2 separate regions of the Canis lupus genome follow, and region 2 is linked to region 1. A link is a contact called in public Hi-C data. All regions are on one chromosome and are shown on one strand. The core of a region is the stretch at or near the end of the contact, and the rest is flanking DNA. Distances in the headings are between cores, read along the strand shown.

The links. A called contact is a pair of places that touch in the nucleus more often than the background predicts.
Region 2: a contact with region 1 is called in a Hi-C map of blood, with 5 times the contacts expected there. The contact joins the promoter of LOC484590 here to the enhancer-like site in region 1. A contact is called at or near these places in 3 of 9 Hi-C or Micro-C datasets (amygdala and blood).

Annotation. Positions count from the first base shown.
Region 1 is chr1:118,452,777-118,459,961 of UU_Cfam_GSD_1.0, reverse strand. No RefSeq gene overlaps it. Among named protein-coding and RNA genes, the nearest start is that of ZNF792, 32 kb to the right of the region's middle. Within about 2 kb of position 3,506, at least 17 of the 20 cell types and tissues checked have an H3K27ac peak or open chromatin away from gene starts, as enhancers often do. A contact at or near this core is called in blood, where this site is marked.
Region 2 is chr1:118,572,273-118,579,457 of UU_Cfam_GSD_1.0, reverse strand. It overlaps LOC484590 (zinc finger protein 181), which reads left to right and starts at 2,654. Exons shown (of 5, transcript XM_038529394.1): 1 at 2,654-2,778; 2 at 3,461-3,603. The coding sequence starts at 3,595. LOC119875931 reads right to left here and starts at 3,501. Exons shown (of 4, transcript XM_038525565.1): 1 at 3,376-3,501; 2 at 2,257-3,300. The coding sequence starts at 3,501.

The sequences.
Region 1 (7,185 bases), core at 2,257-4,756:
CTTAGATGTTATTAGGTGTTTGGCGCCTAGGACAAAACTCAGAGAATGGCTTTCTTCCTCCTTGAAGTGGGAACATAGCTTCTTTGGCTTATTCAGAGGCAAAATATGGAACATGAGTAACTGGGGCCTAATAGAAAAAATAGCAGAGGTTGATCCTTTCTAGAACAGAGTTCCTTTAGCTTCCCTATCTCAAAACAAAGGGGAGAGGAGAAGCCTGACTAGAGTTTGGTCCAAATAAAGCAGAAGATAAGAAACAGGGCAATCGAAAACACTTAGTGGGTTTGGAGATCCTGGAAGAATCCCATCACTTCTGCCCAGGGGCCTGAATCTAGGGGGTTTATGGAAGGGTTTCTATTTATTTATTTATTCTAACCTTAAGTAAATCCCCTCACTGCCTTTAGATGCCATTTCCTTTGGTCTAGCAAGGAAATCATGACAAGTCTTTCTGGGTTGTGGGGACCTGATGAAAACATGTGTGTGATGTGCGTCCCCTGTGCCCAGGGCATCCCAATCCCAGGGAGCAAGGCTCCGCATGCTTTTTCAAGGAGACAGCTTTTCTGAGGGCTCATCTTTGGGACAATCCTGGAGCCTTCTTGGACTGGGAGAATAGGGAAAACCCCCAAGAACATAGGTGGGGAGAGCAGCATCTTTAGCATTGTTGCTTCCCTGCTAGAGCACAAGGGCCCCTGGGCAGTCTGGAAGTTCACTGGATTTATCTTTGTAGTTGCCATTTGTTCATGGCAAGTGTAGATGGTTTTCTATTGACAGGGAATCTACATTTATTATAAGTCATTTATTTACATTTGAAAAGGGAGCCTTTTAGAATACTCAGTAATGATAGTGTGTAGGAGTGTTGTGTCCCTTAGGGTGTAAACATGCAATAGGACCTGGGTTCTTTTCTAGCGTGTCCTGTGGACACTCTTACTCTCTAACATGTAGTCCTGTTGACATTCATTATAGCCATGATCATTGTCAGGACCTTTCCTTTCTATTTATTTATTTCCATTTGGCTCCTTCACTTCAGCCCTGCCTTGTACTAGCATCCCATCCTAAAGACATCTTGCCCAGTTATCCCATGTAAGTTACCCCAAATCTCTTTAATCTCTTTACTTCTATTTGGTTGAACTAATATCATCTTCCTCATTTAGTTCCTTTTTGTGGATCTGCCTTTAGCCCTGGAACATGAGCTACCCTTCACCACTCTATCCCCAAGATTAGAACAGACTGGGCCTACCCCAGCCAGTGTTCACTAAGTGGATGAAGAATGCATGATGCTGCTTGTGTGGAAACCAGTTTCACAAGTTGATATTGCCTCTGTGATTTAATGCCATTTTCCCTGAGAAAAAGGTATAACTTATGATGACATCCAATGTGTTTCAAAGTGTTTAAAAATGGCAGATGTAAGGGTACCTGGGGGGCTCAGTCAGTTAAGCGTCCAATTCTTGATTTCAGCTCAGGTCATGATCTCAGGGTAGTGAGATCCAGTTCAGCAATGGGCTTAAAGGGGAGTCGGCTTGAGATTCTTTTCCTCTCCCTCTACCCCTTCCCCGCTCATTCTCTCTCTCAAAAAAATAAATAAATCGGGGATCCCTGGGTGGCTCAGCGGTTTAGCGCCTGCCTTTGGCCCAGGGCATGATGCTGGAGACCCGGGATCAAGTCCCACGTCAGGCTCCCCGCATGGAGGCTGCTTCTCCCTCTGCCTGTGTCTCTGCCTCTCTCTCTCTATCATGAATGAATAAATAAATAAATAAATAAATAAATAAATAAATAAATAAATAAAATACTTAAACGAAATAAATCTTTTTTTTTAAGAGAGAGAAGAGCAGATCTGACTTTTTTTAAAAAAAGATTTTATTTCTTTATTCATGAGACACACACACACACACACACACACACACACACATACACAGAGACAGGTACAGGGAGAAGCAGGCTCCATGCAAGAAGCTGGACACGGGACTCGATCCCAGGACTCCAGGATCACACCCCAGGCGGAAGGCAGATACTCAACCATTGACCCACTCAGCTGCCCCTAAATAAATAAATCTTAAAAAATGACCAGATCTGCAAGTCGAAGTGAATTTTGACTGTATTCAGGTTCACCACTACGTTAAAAAAGAAAAAAAAGAAATAAAAAAAGATAAGATAGGAATGTCACAAAGCCTACAGATCGTTCAGACAAGAATTATTGGAAGAGGAAGAAGAAAGAGTAGAAATATCCTGATGTATGACACAGAAACATTTCTTTAAAATATATGTTTATATTTTTACTTGTGTTTCATGTCACTTTTTAAAAAAAGGAAACAGAACAATTGTAAGTCAGTATAACTATCAGTTTTCTTTCTCTTTTTGTAAAAATATTTTAACTAAAAAAAATATATGTATGTTTAATTAGTCCTTCAGTACTTACATTCTCCTTTTTAAGGTTCTTGCGTTCACGTATCTTAACACACAGTAATAGAACGTACACAATTTATTTTATTTTATATTTTTTTATTTTTTGAACGTACACAATTTAAACATCTCGTAAGAAGCTGCCGTGTCAGAGGATGGAAACATTTTCCTCAAACGTGTTTGTCTTCCTATTATTAGTTGCCACTATTAGCTCTACCTAATGACATTTCTGTAATAGAAAACGAAACCCTACAGAAATACTTCCAAATACCTATTTCCCCCTATTTTTATGTGAAAGTAGTAACACAACCGAGAAATGTCACTACTGTGGCCTGGGGACGGCTGCTTCGGTCAGTGCCCCCCGGGTTGGCTCCCTGTTCTGGGGCTTCAGAGGCCCCCAAGCCCGCCTCGCCCGGTAGGGTCAGGTACTCACTCGCCTCGCGCCCCATCACACTCGCCCAGCCCTAAAGCGGGCGGAAGCGGGTCGGGGCGTCCCTTCAGCCACGCCTGCGCCTGCGTAATCCCAGGCCCGACGGGAACTCCCAGAAGTCTCCGGGCGCGGAAGGGGCGGTCGGTGGGCCGCGTAGGTTCTACGGTTTTACAGCCCTAGACTACATTTCCCACAGGAAACTGCGACGAGGCCGACTCAGCCTTGGGACTACATTTCCCAAAGGCCACCGGGGCAACGGGGACCTCTGCCTTTCCCAGCCTGTTTCTCGTGATTGTGCGCGGCTGCGGACCTGGAAGCCGGAGGAGTCGGTCCCCCGTCAGCCTCCAGGGGAGAACTCTGCGGCCTCAGGCCCGCCCACGGGGCGGCGCGGGCTCCGGCGGAGGAAGGCAGTGAGTGCGGGGCGTGGGCGGGGACGCGCGCGTGCGCGGGCGCAGCGGGGATGCGGGGCGGTGATGGTGCGGCCCGGGCGAGGGGGCTGCGGGGGCGACGCGGGTGGCCGACTGCCTCTGCGAGCTCCTGCGCGGTCCTGCGCCTTTCCCCGCGCAGCCAGCCGGCCTGCCCGAGACTGACGGTCCCGGGGGGAGGAGGTCGGGAGTGGAGCCTTTGAACGGGAGCTTCCGAGCGGGAAGGCCGGGAACTGACCTGGGGACGGGCCTTTAGAGCCTCGAGTTCCTCCCAGAGAAGCTCGCGAGAGGACAGGCTGGGACAGCCCCGGCGTGACCTTCCCGCGAGAGCGCACCCCGGTGGGGAACCTCGGGGTGGGGGTGGGGCGCCCTTCACAACTTTGGGAAGCGCGGCCGCCCCAGAGCGCGGACCGCAGACACCCGCCTTGCTCTCCCTTCCCTCTGCGTGGGGGCTGCGGTCGCGGTGGATCTGGCCTGCACGGTGTTTTCTTTTTTTTAAATATTTTATTTATTTACTCATGAGAGACACACCCAGAGAGGCTGAGACACAGGCAGAGGGAGAAGCAGGCTCCACGCAGGGAGCCCGACGTGGGACTCGATCCCGGGACCCCAGGATCACGCCCCGGGCCGAAGGCGGCGCTGAGCCCTGCAGCGTGGTTTTCTGAGTCACTCCGAACCCCAAAACACAAAGGACAGCTGTCGCCGCACAGGTCTCCTCTCCGATTGTGGTGGTCTCCAAAAGAAAAACCCAGAAGACGAGAAATATCTAAAAGTTGCATATCTAAAAGTTAAGATTTAGGCGGGTCTTGGTGTTTCCTTTTCGTTCACTGAATTGTTTCAGGAGGACGTGTGTTTTCCTTTGCACAGAGTACTCCACGCAACTGTGACCTACTCTGCATCTTCTTTCCAGGGAATGATGGGGTCCTTACAGATGGAGTCCCTCTCATCACCCCCCCTTTTCTACCCAGTATTCTCATTACCGTTTTAGTTGTTATTTCTCACTGCTGATTACAAATCATTTAAATCTTATTCTGTGATCCCTTTTCTAAGAATTTCGATAATGTGTTGTGGGAACACAACTCCTGATGTTTGTTCTTGGGGCTGTATTTTAGCCTTTGATGGAGTAAAAAGATGAGCGTTGATACTGGGTTGGCGTACTGGATGCTACTATACTAGATAATTCACCTTCTCCTGAGGCTTCATTGTCAGGTTTAGCAGGATAGGCATTGGCGTAATAATTTCGGTGGCATATAACAGTCGTCTTCTACGGGAAGCTTTTAGAAGTGGGAACGAGACTGTAGGTTTGAACATGTCGATAGGTCTGTGTCCTGTACTCAATTTTTCTATTTTAATTTTTAATATATATATATATATTTATTTATTCATTTATGATTTATTTATTTATTCATTCAGAGAGAGCGAGAGAGAGGCAGAGACACAGGCAGAGGGAGAAGCAGGCTCCACGCAGGAAGCCCGACGTGGGACTCTATCCCGGGTCTCTAGAATCACAACCTGGGCTGCAGGTGGCGCTAAACCGCTGCGCCACCAGGGCTGACCTCTATTTTAATTTTTAAATTTCATGTTATTTGTTAGCCCTTGTTTCAGATTTGACAGCAGAGTTTGTTTACACATGTCGTTGAACAGTGAGGGGCAGTATTACCACACTGCTGTTGAAGAATAGGAGTTCTGAGTCTTAAATATCTGGCTTTCAATTCGGGCTTTGCCACTACTAAATGTTTACAATCTGCATACTCTGCACATTCCCTTTTTAATTTTATTTTAAATTTTAGTTAAATTCAATTAACATATAATGTACTATTGGTTTCAGAGGCAGAGGTCAGTGATTCATTAGTCTTACATGACACCCAGTGCTCATTACATCCCATGCCTTCCTTTAATGTTCATCAGCCAATTACCTTGTCCCCCCATCCGCCTCCCCACCAGTGGCACTCCGTTTGTTTCCTGTGATTAAGAGTCTCTTATAGTTTGTCTCCCTCTCTGATTTTGTCTTATTTTATTTTTTCCTCTTCCCCCATGATCCTGTTTCTTAAATTCCACATATGAGTGAGATCATATGATAATAGTTTTTCTCTGATTGATTTGTTTCATATAGTATAATACCCTCTAGTCCATCCACATTGTTGCAAATGGCAAGATTTCATATTTTTTGGCTGAGTAGTAGTCCATTGTGTATATATATCTTCTTTAACCATTCATCTGCCAATGGACTTCTGAGCTCTTTCCATAATTTAGTTATGTGGACATTTCTGCTATAAGCATGGGGTGCAGGTGCCCCTTTGGATCACTACATTTGTGTCTTTGGGAGTAAATACCTAGTAGTACAATTGCTTGGTGGTAGGGGTAGCTCTATTTTCAACTTTTTGAAGAGCCTCTATACTGTTTTCCAGAGTGGCTGCACCAGCTTGCATTCCCATGCGTGGAACGAGGGTTCCTTTCTCTGCATCCTCACCAGCATCTGTTTTCTGACTTGTTGATTTTAGCAGTTCTGACTGGTGTGAGGTGGTATCTCATTGTGGTTTTGATTTGTATTTCCCAGATGTCAAGTGATGAACATTTTTTTCATGAGTCTGTTGGCCTTGTGTAGGTCTTCTTTGGAGAAATGCCTGTTCATGTCTTCTGCCCACTACTTGACTGGATTATTTGTTCTTTTGGTGTGGAGTTTGAGTAGTTCTTTATAGATTTTTCGATACAAGCCCCTATCTGATGTGTCATTTGCAAATATCTTCTCCTATTCTGTAGGTTGCCTTTTGGTTTTGTTGACTATTTCCTTACTCTGCACACTCCTTTTTCTAATTTTTTAAATGGGGGTAGCAATAGTTTTTGCTTCATAGGGATAAAATAAGGATAAGAAGTATTAGTGTATGTAATGTCTCTTAAAACCAGGTCTGAACATAATGAGTGCTCAGGAAGTATTAACTGTTCATTTGGTGATGCTGGGTCATTCCTTTTAGAGTTCAGTAGCAATAGAAATAAACTTAAGTTGTTAAAAACAAATTCTTTTTTTTTTTAAACAAATTATTAAACTGAAGACTAACTAGGGCTTCCAAGTGACCACAAACCACTTATAATTGCATACAGAGTTATAGTTTTTATGTGTATTTTTCTGTAGAGAAACATCGTGACTTATTCAGTTAACAAAGGTGGTATATATAATAAAAATATTTAAAACCGTTAGTGTGCAAGCAAGACTTTAATAGTTGGGAATGATCTTGCACAAAATTAGAGTTCAATATTGTATAAAGGTTAAGTACCTCAGTCTACATTCATGTGATGGAATATTATGCAACTAACCAAAATATGTTTATAAAAGATCAGTCACAAGAAAAAAAATGTATGAAGTAGTTTTAAACTACGTACACAGTTATGGATGGTGGTATTCAGGAAAATATTAAATTATATATGAATATTCGGCAGCCCCGGTGGCTCAGCGGTTTAGTGCTACCTTCAGTCCAGGGCCTGATCTTGGAGACCCGGAATCGAGTCCCGCATCAGGCTCCCTGTATGGAGCCTGCTTCTCCCTCTCTCCCTCTGCCTGTGTCTCTGCCTCTCCCTCTCTCTCTCTCTCTCTCATGAATAAATAGATAAAATATTTTAAAAAATTATATATGAATCTCACTTGCTATTGTATGGTTTTGTAAGATATTTTGCAAGGACGGGTATATATATTAGTTAGTGAAGGAGAAGAGGTATTTGGCCACATTTATGGAGTATTCCTTGTGTACCCAAGGCTGTTCTCTCAACTTTTTTTTTTTTTTTTTTTAATTTTTATTTATTTGTGATAGTCACAGAGAGAGAGAGAGAATGAGGCAGAGACACAGGCAGAGGGAGAAGCAGGCTCCATGCACCGGGAGCCCGACGTGGGATTCGATCCCGGGTCTCCAGGATCGCGCCCTGGGCCAAAGGCAGGCGCCAAAC
Region 2 (7,185 bases), core at 1,405-3,904, 120 kb before region 1:
ATAATAGATATGTAAAAAATAAAGAGAAAGGAATCCCAGAATATCTTAAAGAAAGCCATCAAACCACAAGGGAAGAGAGCAAGAGAAGAAATAAGGAACACAGAATTACAAAAACAACCCTAAAACAAGTAACAAAATGCCAATAAGTAATACCATTCAATAATTACTCTGAATGTACATGGATTAAATGTTCCAATCAAAAGACACTGGGTAACTGAATGGATAAAAAAAGCAAGACTCATTTATATGCTGTCTATAGGTGACTCACTTCAGTCCTAAAGACAAATGCAGATTGAAAGGGATGGAAAAACACTGACCATGTAAATGGAAGCAAAAAGAAAGCAGGAGTAGCAATATTTCTATCAGATAAAATAGACTTTAAAACAAAGGCTGTATCAAGAGATGAAGAAGGACATGCTACGTATTGATAAAGGGAACAATCCAACAAGAAGATATAACAATTGTAAATATTTACACACCCAACATAAGACCACTGAAGTACATAATGCAACTACTAACAGACGTAAAGGAATAAATTGATAATAGGATGCCTGGGTGGCTCAGCCGTCAAGAATCTGCCATTGGCCCAGGGTGTGATCCTGGAGTCCCAGGATTGAGTCCCGCATCCGGCTCCCTGCATGGAGCCTGCCTCTCTCTCTCTCATGAATAAACAAACAAAATCTTAAAAAAAAAAAAAAAAAAAAAAAAGGAATAAAAGTAGGGGACTTTACTACCACACTTACTTTGAATGACATATTGGACTGGATGGACCTAAACAAATATATTCAGAACATTCCATCCAAAAAACAGTGGAATATATGATCTTTACAAGTCCCATGGAACATTCTCCAAAACAGATCACACGTTAGGCCACAAAATAAGTCTCAGTACATTCAAAAGGACTGAAATCATATCATACATCTTTTCTGACCACAAAAGTATGAAACTAGTAATCAACCATAAAAAACCCCCCTGGAATTTTTGGTATGTACCTGGAGGTTAAGTAACATGCTACTAAACAATGAATGAGTCGATCAAAAAATCAAAGAGGAAATTAAAAAATACATGGAGACAAATGAAAACAAAAACACAATAGTCTCAAATCTTTGGGACACAGCAAAAGTTGTTCTAAGAGAGAAGATTAAATAATATAGGCATATCTCAAGACACAAGAAAAATCTCAAATAATCTAATCTTACATCTAAAGTAGAACTAGAAAAAGAACAAGCAAGGCCCAAAGCCAGTAGAAGGAAAGAAATAATAAAGATTAGAACAGAAATAAATGAAAAATACCACTGAGCCACCGGGGCTGCCCTAATGTCCTAGTCTCTACACTCCTTTAAAATCTTGCATTTTTCTTATAGCTTGCATTTTAACATCAAAAAGGCCTTTGCTCTAAAAGAACAGTGACCAAAAGATATGCAATTCTCAGAGAAGGAATTATCAAAGCCAAAAGACACATGGAAAGATTCTCAATCTTATTTAACCACAAAAGAACTGCAAATTTAAGCCACACTGAGCCACGATTTCACATTTAGCAGATTGGCAAAATTTGAAAATATCACAAAATCAAGTAATAACTGGCAACCAAAATAACTATGAACTCGGCATCCCGGGTGGCTCAGCGGTTGAGCGCCTGCCTTCAGCCCAGGGCGTGACCCCGGAGTCCCAGGATCGAGTCCCAGGTCGGACTCCCTGCATGGAGCCTGCTTCTCCCTCTGCCTGTGTCTCTGCCTCTTTCTCTCTGTGTCTCTCATGAATAAATAAATAAAATCTTAAAAAACAACAACTATAAACTATGGTACGAGGGCAAATTGGCACAATTTTCGACAACAATTTGTCATTGCACAATGAAGGCGTGGATGGGAATACGCTTTGCATTTGCAGACTACTCTTGCTCCAGGAGTTCAATACCACGGCCGCGAGAGATTTGCCAAGGTGGAAGCACTGTCTAGTGGATCTTAACGCACCTAAGCACTTGACATATACAAGAAAATTCACATAGTATAATTCCAAAATAAGCAAAATTAAAATGAAATGATTAATTATATGTAAAATTAAATAAAAAAAAAAAGTAAAGGAGACAACCCCAATATACACCTGCAGCAGGCCGCTTTGGTCTCCGTCCAAGTACGTCCAGGGCGCGTCTGGGTGGGGCTTGGGGGAGGGGCGCGAGGACGCGCTTCTGGGGACCGAAGTGGGGCAGGCCCCGCGGGTTACGGGGGCAGGTAAAGCCTTTTCCCTTAAAGCACTTACCTGAGGCCGCCACTGCTGAGACCTGTACACCAGACGGCGGCAGTCAACAGCCGTGACGCGGCCGCACGAATGTCCAGGGAGTGTCGTTTGTCCGCTGACAACTGTTGCCATGACAGCCAGGACACAGGGCGTTTTAGGGACCACAGTCCCGGGCAGGCGGGCGTCAAACGCCCAAGGCCCCCAAGAGCTGCCGAGGAGCGGCCCAGGGCGCAGCACCGAGACCTTCGGCTGGAGCACGCCCACCCGGGGACGGCCCACGGCCCCGCAGGAGGGCGTACGCGCCAGCTGACCCGCGACCCGGAAGGTCTTCGCGGCCGCATCACTTTCTGGGAAGTGTAGTTTCGTGCCCTGGGCGCCCCTGTACCTAAGAAGCAAGCGTAGGCCGGCCCTGCCGTCCTCTTGACGCTCGGCGTGCGCGTCCTCGTGAAGGCGCATGCGCCTTCCTCTCCCGTCGCCCAAAGCGCGCGCGAACGCGCAGCCTTCTGGGAAGTGTGGTTTTACGGGGCGACGTGCGAGGCGCAGGTAACTGGTCGCGGAGACGGAGGGAGCTGGGAAATGTCGCTCCGGTGCGGGCTCCGACCTCCGTCCGCCTCGCGGTAATCTCAGGCAGGCGGCGGAATTCCCCCCGGGTAGCGCCGTCCTCCCGACGGCGGCGGGCGCGGTCTCTCTCTCCGCGGTCTCGCGTGTCAAGTACGCGGAGGGGCGGGCTCGGGATCCCCGGGGCCCGGGCTTCAGGGCCAGGGAGGGCCCGCCGGGGACTGAGGCAAGTGTGGGTCCCGGCAGGGCCTTGGCTCCCTGGGCCCGTCCGCCCGGTAAAAGGGGTGTCGCTTTGCGGCGTGCGCACCCAAAGAGAACCCGGTCCGCGGTGGTTCTTGGGCGATCCAGTCTCGAGCGCGACGCTCTTGCCTTGGTGCAGCCTTCCACAGACTGGCCGAGTGTGTGTTCCCATCGTTTAGGAAAGGAACGCGGCGTCTGTGAATGTCTGCCATGCGTAGTTGCGAAGACCGGACGAGCTCGTAACGTTATTACTGCTGTTTTGTGAGTCTGTCTCAAAAAAAAAAAAAAAAAAAAAGAAAAGAAAAAAAGAATGTCGTAGTCGGTTTCACACGCCGCTGGCACCTGGTGAACGTGCGGCGGTGAATGTGCTGGTTCCGGGGGAGAATGCAGCCCTAGCAGGTGATTCCCGGTGTGCTTTTCCTTGCAGATGTGTCCCAGCGCTGCAGGATAAGCCTCATTTCTTTTCATGGCTCCTTTTTGTGTGTGTTCTTGATCTGCCTTCTCAGGACACTACTCTTCTTTAAGACAAGAGCCTGGGAAGGAGGACTGTGTTGACAAGTCATGTTCCAGGTAAGTCGTCGGTGTCCCCCCCCCCGGATCTTCCCGAAACACCTTAGCAGGACTCTTGAATGTTTGCTTTGCGTCTCTTGCTGGTTCCTATGCGTTTAGGGACCGAATGGATGATTCCTCTCACTGTAGCAAAGAATGCAGCCCCCAGAAGAGCTCCAAAGTGCTGTCTCCTCTCATTGCTCCTGTCTTCTACCATTTTTCTGCTCCAAGTCTCTGTAGAAGTTTGAGCAAAATTGTTGTTTTTATTACAATTCAAAAATTCAGGTTTGGAATTTTGGGTTATTTGCTTTCTGGTTGTCAAAGCGGCATTTTGTGGTCTCAGTCAGTGGTAGATCAATCCTTTCAGTTGTTCAAGTCACGAGCTATTTGGAGTCCTCTTCGATTCTTTCCTTTCTCTTATGACTTACATTCAGACACTCTAGTTGGATCTAACATACAGGATATACACAGAATCCGACCAACGGTTACACCGTCACAGCCACCACCACTGTCACCATCCTGTCGTTCCTCAGCTTAAAATTCTTCCTTTGGGCAGCCCAGGTGGCTCAGCGGTTTAGCACCGCCTTCAGCCCAGGGCCTGATCCTGGAGACCTGGAATCGAGTCCCACATCGGGCTCCCTGCATGGAGCCTGCTTGCTTCTCCCTCTGCTTGTGTCTCTGCCCCTGTCTCTCTCTCTGTGTCTCTCATGAATAAATAAATAAATAAATAAAATCTTTAAAAAAATAAATAAAATAAAATTCTTCCTTTGCTCTAACTCAGACGTTAGAGTTCTACAGTGACTTAAGCTTTGTGCAATTAGGATTTTACCTCTCTGATCTCATCTTCCATGTCCCCTTGTTCCCTGTGAGCTCTAGCCACTGGCTACTGCTACCAGGCCTTGGAAATTGCTGTACCCTCTGCTTGGAACAGTCTTCCCCCAGATCGGTACAAGCTTGCATTCTTTCCTCCTTCACATCTTTGCTCTGTGGTTACTTTCTCAGTAAAGCTTCCCTGCAGTCAACTTTTTCTAACAATCCCTTCTCTTCCTCACTACTTTGTTGTTTTCCGCAGTGATTATCACTCACTAGATAATACACTCTGTTTAATAAACAGAGTTGTCATTGTTCATGTTTTCCTTCTGGGAGGGATTTTTTTTTTTCTTTTTTGTTGACTGTTTTCAGTACCCAGAGTGGTATCTGGTACAAAACAGATGCTTAGTAAATAGTTGTTGACTGAATAAGCTTTGAAGAAATGGTGGGTAGAATCATGGGGTGGAAGGTGAAGCATGCACAGAAGGCACTAGTGGCATATGTGCATGTTGGGCAGAGTCTGGTTTCCTGGGAATATTACATAACTAGAATTGAAAAACTTTTTTTTTTTAAGTAAAAACTAAAGTGAACTAGTTCCCAAAATCATTCATTGATTCATTTTTTTAAAAGATATATTTATTTAATTTAGAGAGAGAAAGAGCATGAGTGAGAGTGGGGCAGCAAGGGGCAGAAGGAGAGGAAGGGAGAGGAAGAGAGAGAATCTCAAGGAGCCTCCTCACTGAGTGTGGAGCCTGAGCAGGTCTCTATCCCAGGACTCTGAAATCATGACCTGAGCCAAAATCAGGAGTTGGATGCTTAACCGACTGAGCTATCCAAATGCCCTTGATTCATTTTGTAGACCCTTATGAAGTACCTGTTAGGAAGAATCATACATGGGTTTGAGTGTACACTGACGTGTAGGACTTTATGATGTAGGGCAATACTGAGAGATCTTTCTATAGTGGTGGAGGTGTTCTTTATGTGTGCTGTCCAGTATGGTAGCCACCAGCTCCATATGATTTGAGTCCTTGAACCATGACTAAAGTGACCCAGGAACTGAATTTTAAATCTTTTAAAATTTTTATTGATTTAAACTTATATAGCCAAATGTGGCTACTGAGTGACTTTATTGAGCAGTACAGGGCTGGTAGAAAAGTAAGAAAGCATAAGAAATTAAGATAAGTGCTGGGGCAAATATCCTAAATTCTTCTGGGGACAAAGATGAATGAACATCCCAGGTTGCCCACGCATTGAAGGGGAAGAAAGAGTTGACACATCCCTGGGGAAGCAAGGCTGGAACTGGTTTTGGTGGCCCATGGAACCAGGGAGGCAGAGATAGAAGTGAAGTTACACTAAACTCTGAAGGAACACCTTACGTATAGGTAGAGTAAGAAAAAAAAGAGAATCTTTTAGGGAACTGGAAACATTTTCTAAAGGGGTGGTTCTCAAACAGGGGTGATTTTGTCCCTCTTAGCCCTATCCATAGGGGACATTTGATAATGTCTGGAGACATTTTTGGTTGTCACACCCTGGGCAGGGGGAGGGCGGAATTGGCTACTAGTGTCTAATGGGTAGAGGCTAAGAATGCTACTAACTACACATTCTACAAGGCACAGGGACAGCTCCCACAACAAAGAATTAACTAACTTAAAATGTCAGTAGTGCCAAGGTTAAGAAGCCCTGATCTAAGTAAAGAACAAAGGGTATCTATTAATCAGATTACATGAGTTTTCTTTTTTAGACTTAAAATACAATGATGTTCATCAATATGTGTTCAAAACTGAAAATATGAAATATCTTTGCATTGGTGGAGTAAAATATAGTGTCATGCATTAACTTAATACTGATTTTTAAAAGAAGATTGATTGATTGATTTTAGAGAGAGAGTATGCATGCACGGGAGGGGAGGGGCAGAGGGAGAAGGCAAGAGCAAATCCCAAGCAGGCTCCCCACTGGGTGTGCAGCCTGATGTGTGTGGGGATCAATCTCACCAATCTGAGATCATGACCTGAGCTGAAGTCAAGAGTTGGATGCTTAGCCAACTGAGCCACCCAGGCACCCCTTAGTATTGATTTTTATTTTTTTTATTTTTTATTTTTTATTTTTTATTTTTTATTTATTTATTTATTTATTTATTTATTTATTTATTTATTTATTTATTTATGATAGTCACACACAGAGAGAGAGGCAGAGACACAGGCAGAGGGAGAAGTAGGCTCCATGCACCGGGAACCTGATGTGGGATTCGATCCCGGGTCTCCAGGATTGCACCCTGGGCCAAAGGCAGGCGCCAAACTGCTGCGCCACCCAGGGATCCCTGATTTTTAAATTTGATTTATCAAAGTGGGATTTGTAAAAACCAATCATTTGAAACCATTGCAGAAAGTAGGAAAAGATGGGAAACTTTGAAATTCATATAAGGCTACCATAACCTTAATACCTGGGTAAGAGTAAATACAAATGGAAAAAGGAATTTTCCCTGATGCCGAAAGGGAAGAACCCCCTCCCCCTTTTATTAGAATATTTCCTTTGAGGAAAACTTGTAACTGTAAACATGTTCTCCGTCCCTTTGAGATGCTTGTGAATCTTTTTCAAAGCTAAATAAGGCTCTGCCAATTTTTCAGGGCAGTAAAGTCTTTCTTAAGGCTTTGGAGCCATCTCTTTGAAATGAAAATATGAAGGACGCTGCACCTCTATCTCCCTGTCTGTGTGGGAGCTTAGCCTAGGCTCCTGGCTTCCAAGTTCTAACTACTCATTTGTCATACAGATGGGCGAAGTTTTATTTTTCTTGGG